Regions from separate parts of the Sus scrofa genome. Here region 2 is linked to region 1. The links are chromatin contacts, called in public HiChIP or PLAC-seq maps. All regions are on one chromosome and are shown on one strand. Each heading gives the region's core, a stretch centred on a gene start, on an enhancer-like site or on the middle of the called end of the contact. The rest is flanking DNA. Distances are from core to core; before and after follow the strand shown.

Region 1 (3,149 bases), core at 70-2,569:
TCGGCCCCCGGCCCCGCGGCTCCCCGCACAAAAGCCGGCGGCACCTGGAGCCGAACGTGGGGGCGCGCGGTCGAGGCCGGGACTGGGGAGCGAGCCGGCGAAGCGCTGCGCTCTGAGGAGCGCGCGGGCTCCAGGGAACGTCCGGCCTCCGGACGACGCCGCCGTCAGACCCGGGGTTCCCCGGGGACCCTCGGATAGGTCTCTACCCGGGTGAAGGCTCCAGGCAGGCGCAAAGGGGGAGGCGGCATGTGTCCCTGGCACGAGGATGCAAGACCCTAGCTTAACCTTTGAAACTTTTTGTTGGTGCCGTTCCCCTCCGCCCCCTTAGACTAGGTGCACACCCCCCTGCTGCCTGGCACCCTCCCTGACTCCCACCTCCTGGCAGGTATGCCCTCACGCACCCCAGCGCGCACCCAGGTCTGCCCGCTCGAGCCCGCACCCCACCCCCTGGTAGGTCCACCAGCCCCTCTTCGCCCCCGCTTTGGCATCCTCTCTACACAGTCCCTTTAATCTCGCTCAGCAGAAGCACTCCCGAGTTTCTTCGAGGGCATGCCCTTAGTGCTTTAGGGGTCTGTAGTTTTAAAGACTCGACAAATTAGGAAATTGACCGAGGCCCGCTTCTCCCCGCCCCGGCCCACCTTCTGTTTACTTTGGCCACGTGGGCTGGGAAGGATTCACGCAGATCCAAGAGGGCTTTCTAAGCAGCGACTATCTACATCTCGCTTGATTCAGTTTGTAAGAAATAAACCTGCACTTTCAAGTGCTTAAGAGCATCTATTTTGGAAAAAGAAAAAATTCAGTCTCATAATTAAGAAATGAAGAAATCGACCCATAAACAACTAACCTCCAAAAGGCGATCACTCGATTTCTCCTGACGTTCGTAGTCTACAACTGCTCGCATTCATTGACAGTTTTTCTTTTCTATCGCCTAGTCGTTTTTACTTCTCTTTTAATGCTTTTCCGCACAATCATATGTTTAATGTGACGATGAGACAAAGAACAAAGCCCACGTGAATCGTTATATCAGTTTTTGAGATTTGCTCTCTACCTTTAAGAAGTTCTCACTTTTATCAAATTTCAAATACATATTTGGGGCACATCTTTTACGGGATCGCTACATTGTGATCATGATACTCTTAAGTCAACACACGTTATTCTGTGTCGTTCACTTTTTTGTCCATAATTTTTTTTAGAAGTGAAGTCTTTCTCTAATTTTAGGAAATTAGAATATTTCCTCTTTGAAAAGGGCTGGAAAAAAAGGAACTCTAATGTGTTATGTTGTTACGAGAAAAGTGTTTAAAGTAGGTTCTAGTGAAACATTGTTTATTCCATTTTGAGACAAATTGACTTAGATTTTTGATTTCGCACTAGTCTAAGCAAAACTGTTTGTTTCCCTAAGCATGTAAAATGAATTTCTGTCTTTTCTAACTGCACACTAATACGTCATTGAAGTCTTGGCAACTGCTAGGAGGCTTTAAACTGTTTAGGAGGTGCCTTGTAATTTGTTTTTCAAGTTCAAAAAGTAAAGTTTTCAAAGACTATGATGTACATTCGTATAGTGCATGGTACAGCAGAATTGGGACCACGTGGACTTTGGAGTCTGACAGACCTAGATGAATCTTGACTCCACCCCTTACTAAATGTGTGACCTTGAACATTCTACTTAGCTGTTTTGTGTATCAGTTTCCTCATCTGTTAAACACCCTCTGAAACAGTGTGGTTGTGAGGATTAAATAAAACAACTGGTAAGTGCCCAGGTAGTTATTACTATTACCAATCATAAGCCATCTATTTTCAGGGGTTTTCCTTGATTCACTAGCAGTATACAAGTAATTATATCATTGTCTTCTTAAAGTACATGTAGCAAATATTGTATTCACGTGTGTTTGATAGAAACACCTACGTGTTCCCTTAGCTATTTACAAGATAATTGGGAAAATGATGCTTAAGCTCACTCCCTTCTCATTTCATCTTTTAGACCCTTCTTTCTGTTGTAACAGGTAGTTCCCATATAGCTGGAATCACACTTGGCTAGCAGTTGATTTTGCAACAGGCCCTGAACCTTTTCTTGCCAACTTCTTTCTCTGAACCTCCACCCCACCCTTAACCACCATGACATCTGCTAATTTAAAAGAAAATGCATTACTCCTGTTGGTTATTGTGACTTTTCCACAGCAAAATAAATAAATAAAATTCTAATAGTCTCCAAGTGTAAAACATTTTAGTGAAATTATATATTTTTGATTTTTAAAAAGTTCTTTCTTAGTTGCTATTTCTGGGAAAGAAAAGCTGTAGTTGCACATGATCAGTTGTTTGCTGCACTTCAGTGCACATTTGGATGGGTAATTCAGAGCCAGCTTTTATTTTGTGCATTCTAGAGATTCCTCCTCCTATAGGTGTGGATAATCTATTTTTAAAAGATAATTTGTTGTTTTAACAACAGTAAATTGTTACCAAATTCCTTACCACTTTTCCTCCAACTAGAAAGACCAGTACTGCTCCTACACAGAAAAATCTTTGCTTTCTTATTGGGGGTGAAGGGCGGGGGGAGACAAATAGAACAGGTTCCACGACATGCTATTTTGTGTTAGAAATTTGACTTGATTGGCCTGGGCACCTGATGTCTAACTTAGTTGCTCAGTCTCTAAGCCTGTTAGGGTGGAGGCAGCTTCCTGTATGCTCTGTCCTTTAAAGAGTTGGCAACAGCAGCTTGCTTTACAATGCAAATTTCTTGTATTAACAACAGCAAAAATAGGTGATTCTTAATTTCCTCTCCACCTGGAGAATAGGAAATTTCTTTAAGGACTTAATTTTCTCTTTAACATAGAGAAATAGTTGTGATACATACTCCTTTGAAAGAATTATGGTGGTTTAACAAAAACATTAAATCATAGCCTGTTGTTTCCCATCTCCAAAAACATATTTCTGAAGTATGACATATAAAGATTCTCTGAGTACTTAAAAGACAATTGACCTTGAAGCAGCACAGCAGTCATTGCTATGAAGGGGCCTTGTTTCTTTTGTCTAATGATATTACTGCACACCATACAAAGGTATATATTTAACATAAGCAGAATGCCTATTTAAAAAAACTCCAAGAGATAAAACATTTAGTCATAACTCTTTAAATTATTGATACAAATTACTTT
Region 2 (3,593 bases), core at 563-3,062, 1.6 Mb after region 1:
ATCAGAATAAACTAGTAGAATCAAAAGAAGACTTTGGTGTTACAATCAATTGATTTGAAATAGTTTTTTCATTTTATGTTACTTTTATGTTGCTTCCTATGTTTAGATGTTTCTTTATAATGTTTATTATTGTTACCACACTTTTTATTCAAAATCATGCTTTCTACTAAACTTAATATGTAAAAGTGTTAAAATCTCAAAATCCATTTGTCAACAGAGTAAATGTCTCTAACCATAATTCAAAGATTCTCTAGATTTGGAAGAGTCATCTAGTTTACCCCTAAACCTACCCACCACCAGACACTGCCTTTATTTTTTTAAACCTCTGAGAGGGCATAGCTCTCAAAGTACCTATGTTTGGGTAAAGTATTCTCTAATTTAAAAAAATTAATGATCCCTTGTATTGGATCTGAAATCCCTCTTCAAATAACTTTCAATAATTTGACTCTAGTTCTGTCTTTTGGAATGCACAGAATAAATTTTATTTTTCTTCCATCAGCGTTCCAAATACTATATTTTGGAGTTCCCGTCCTGGTGCAGCAGAAACGAATCCAACTAGAAACCATGAGGTGGTGGGTTCGATCCCTGGCCTCGCTAATGGTGGAGGTTGCAGACACAGCTTGGATCCCGCGTGGCTGTGGCATAGGCCAGCAGCTACAGCTACGACTGGACCCCGAGCCTGGGAACCTCCATATGCCGCTGGTGCAATCCTGAAAAGCCAAAAAAACAAAAAAACCCAAATACTATATTTTAAGTCAGGTATCATAGGTCTCCAGACTGCTCCACGATAAGCAACCCTATTTACCTCAAAACTGTCTTAATTCATGCTTACATTCCCTGATAGGACAGTGTTTGCTTTATCAATACGTTTTGTCCCCTCGTCAACCTAGTCGGTCCCTGAGACTGGTTTACAAATACCCCGCTTAAGCTGTAGTGCTCAGAAGCCAACAAAACCTTTATTTCTGGTCCATCATACTAGCCAAGATATCTTTCCTCCAACTCCAGTTACCTAAACTGCCTCCAGGCCCATAGCAGTAGAGTTGACTTCAAATGCCCCCAAGGTAGGTTAACGCTCCCCTACGGGAAAGGAGTTTCTTTTTTAACTTGGTTACTAAATAAAACTTCCAAATACCTATTACACGTCTGTCTACGTTTCTCTCCCTCCCACTCACACCCCCACGCTGTGGGTAAAACCCACAGATGAGAGCTGGGACGGCCTGGCACACAGCGCCTTGGATAACGAAGACTCATCGTGTTCTAAAATAAACAAGCAGGGAACGAGAGAGATGAAAGAGATGGGACTGTTCCCAACTCAGCACCTTCTCTGCAAATAGCCGGCTCTCACCACAGAAGACAAAGGAGACTGCCACCAGGATTAGCACCCGATGTCGCCAGGTACCGAGAAGTGGCCTCACGCAAGATCCCAGGCAGCTGTATCTGCGCGCGCCCACCTCCCTCGGAGCGCGGGATCACTGGGTCACGCGCCCGCCGCCAAGCTCCGCCCCGCCCCTCAGCCCGTAGATTTTTAGATTCCCGCCCCCACCCTCCGCCTTGGAAACTTGCAAGGATGGGGACTGGCTGAAGGCTGGCATTACCTGTGAGCCGGGCGAACCCGGTAATGCTCTCCGGGATTGGGAGCCGCTTAAGATACGCGGGGAGCTGCACCTTCACGATCCGGGCCACGCACTCCAGCACCATCCTGACCCGCGGCGTCCTCTCTTTCCCCGACCCCAGCCGCGCTCGGGCCGACCTGCCGCGCCTGCGCCGAGAGCGGAAGCGGCCCGCCGGCGCTCGCGGCCTGGACCCTGCTGGGGCGGGGCTCCGGGCCCGCAAGCCGAGGTGACCTGCCGAGTGCCGATTGGCAGTGGGCGAGTGACGTGCGCGCCCGGCGGGTGCCGCGGGGGCACGGGCGGCCGCGGGAACTGACGGGTAGCGAGGCCGGCCTTGGAGTCTCGGTTTTGCAGAGGGCCCTCACAGTGGGCCTTTAACATCTGCGGACGCTGGAGGCCCGCAGAAAGGATATTGTGTCCGATGAGATAAAGCACGTGAGAGTGCTTTGTAACTGGATGGTGCCTTTCAAAAGTGAGTTTCTCCTGGCATCTTTTTTTACTTCGACTCCTCTCATCTCGGCCTCTTCCCAGCCGCGACCCCAGGATTGTATTCACCTAAGCGCATCTTTCCCCTCTACACTCGCGGTGCCTTATTTCGCTCTGTCATTCCTTCAGGCCGGGCTTTAAGAAAGAAGTTAAAATTACTTTACCTAAACTAGGAACTGCTTCCAGCTCTGCCCCTTGTTTGTTTAGTGCAACGCTGCTCTGAGGCTCCTTGCCACTCTCAGTCGAGACCCGTGAGAGTCTTTCTTTGGATAATTTCAGCTCCTTCTGCAGATCAGTTCTTGTTTAGGTTGGCTAAAACTACGAAAGTGTAAAAGGGTATTAAAGGTTGATGGTTCCCTTCATTTTATGTTGCAAGGCTTCTGCTACAATCGCAAGTGTCGGTGGAGATGTTCAATTTTTATTTATTTTTATTAGCACCTGAAAAAAATAATTAAAGGGTGAAAGGAGACAGCTTCAGTCTCTTGAAGCACCTTCCTTGACATGCCTTTGTTTCTTGTTTTTGTTGAAGTAAAATATCCAAAGTAACGCACTTGCTGATTGCATGTTGTGTATCTCAATACACTGCCACTTTACAGTGCTCAGCCCCACTTGACTAACAACATACAATAACAAACTGTGCAATGTGCAATATTTCATCTTGTATGATTTAATGTAACAGCCAGTTGTGATTATACAGGTTTTATTTTTCATTTTTCCATTAGTATTTTCATCCTAAAGTGTGAAAGTGAAGAAATTATTTTTAAAGCAACTTTTCATTCCTTGGACTGTTTAATATTTGTGGTCGTCCTTCACTAAAAAAAAATTATCAGTAAGAGAGTTAGTTTAAACCTAGATAAACTGATTTTCTATCATTTTACTTCGATCCAAACTGTCACAGTAAAATGACAATGAAAATTTCTATGAAGGTGTTTAGATACAAGTTCATGTTCATGAGCTAGAGCAGTGTAGAAGATGGTATACAAAGTAATGATTTAAAGGTTGGCGTTTACATTAGGATTTATTTTCAGTTTCCTCTTGGGAGCTTACTTTTGGTTTGATGGGTTTATCCTGAAAATGATCTCAGACATCCTAGTCTTTGAGCCTGTTTTGTTGGGGAGATGGCTGAGTCAGGCATGTGTTGGTCAAGGGGCCATAAGGTGTAAGAAAAGCTTGGGGGTCACTAAAAGTTTGTTTCTTAACTAGAGTCTTTGTTGTCTTGACAAGAACAAAACAAGCTGTGTTAAGTGAGATTCTTAAGTCCTCTAAGAAGTTTTTCTTTAAAGGAATAAAAAATGTATACCTCAATTAAGAGATATAACATAGTAAGATGCTGTACAATTCGATGTGATCAACACCCAAATCCAAATATACGGAATATATCAAACACCCCATAGAACTTCTTTATGTACCTACTAACTATCACCGCCGCCACTGTTCTGTCTTGCTTTGCGTGTTCTTGAACATCATATAAAAAGAATTATACTCTATGTAGTTTTT

The links. HiChIP or PLAC-seq counts read pairs in DNA pulled down with a chosen protein or histone mark.
Region 2: a contact with region 1 is called in an H3K27ac HiChIP or PLAC-seq map of alveolar macrophages. The contact joins the promoter of CISD2 here to the promoter of TET2 in region 1. A contact is called at or near these places in 1 of 5 promoter capture datasets (liver) and 1 of 2 datasets of contacts at active chromatin or transcription factors (alveolar macrophages).

What each region holds. Positions count from the first base shown.
Region 1 is chr8:116,545,657-116,548,805 of Sscrofa11.1, forward strand. It overlaps TET2 (methylcytosine dioxygenase TET2), which reads right to left and starts at 1,320. Exons shown (of 11, transcript XM_013978993.2): 1 at 845-1,320.
Region 2 is chr8:118,162,883-118,166,475 of Sscrofa11.1, forward strand. CISD2 (CDGSH iron-sulfur domain-containing protein 2) reads right to left here and starts at 1,813. Exons shown (of 3, transcript XM_013989389.2): 1 at 1,596-1,813. The coding sequence starts at 1,698. It overlaps LOC106504757 (a long non-coding RNA gene), which reads left to right and starts at 1,912. Exons shown (of 2, transcript XR_002346468.1): 1 at 1,912-2,082.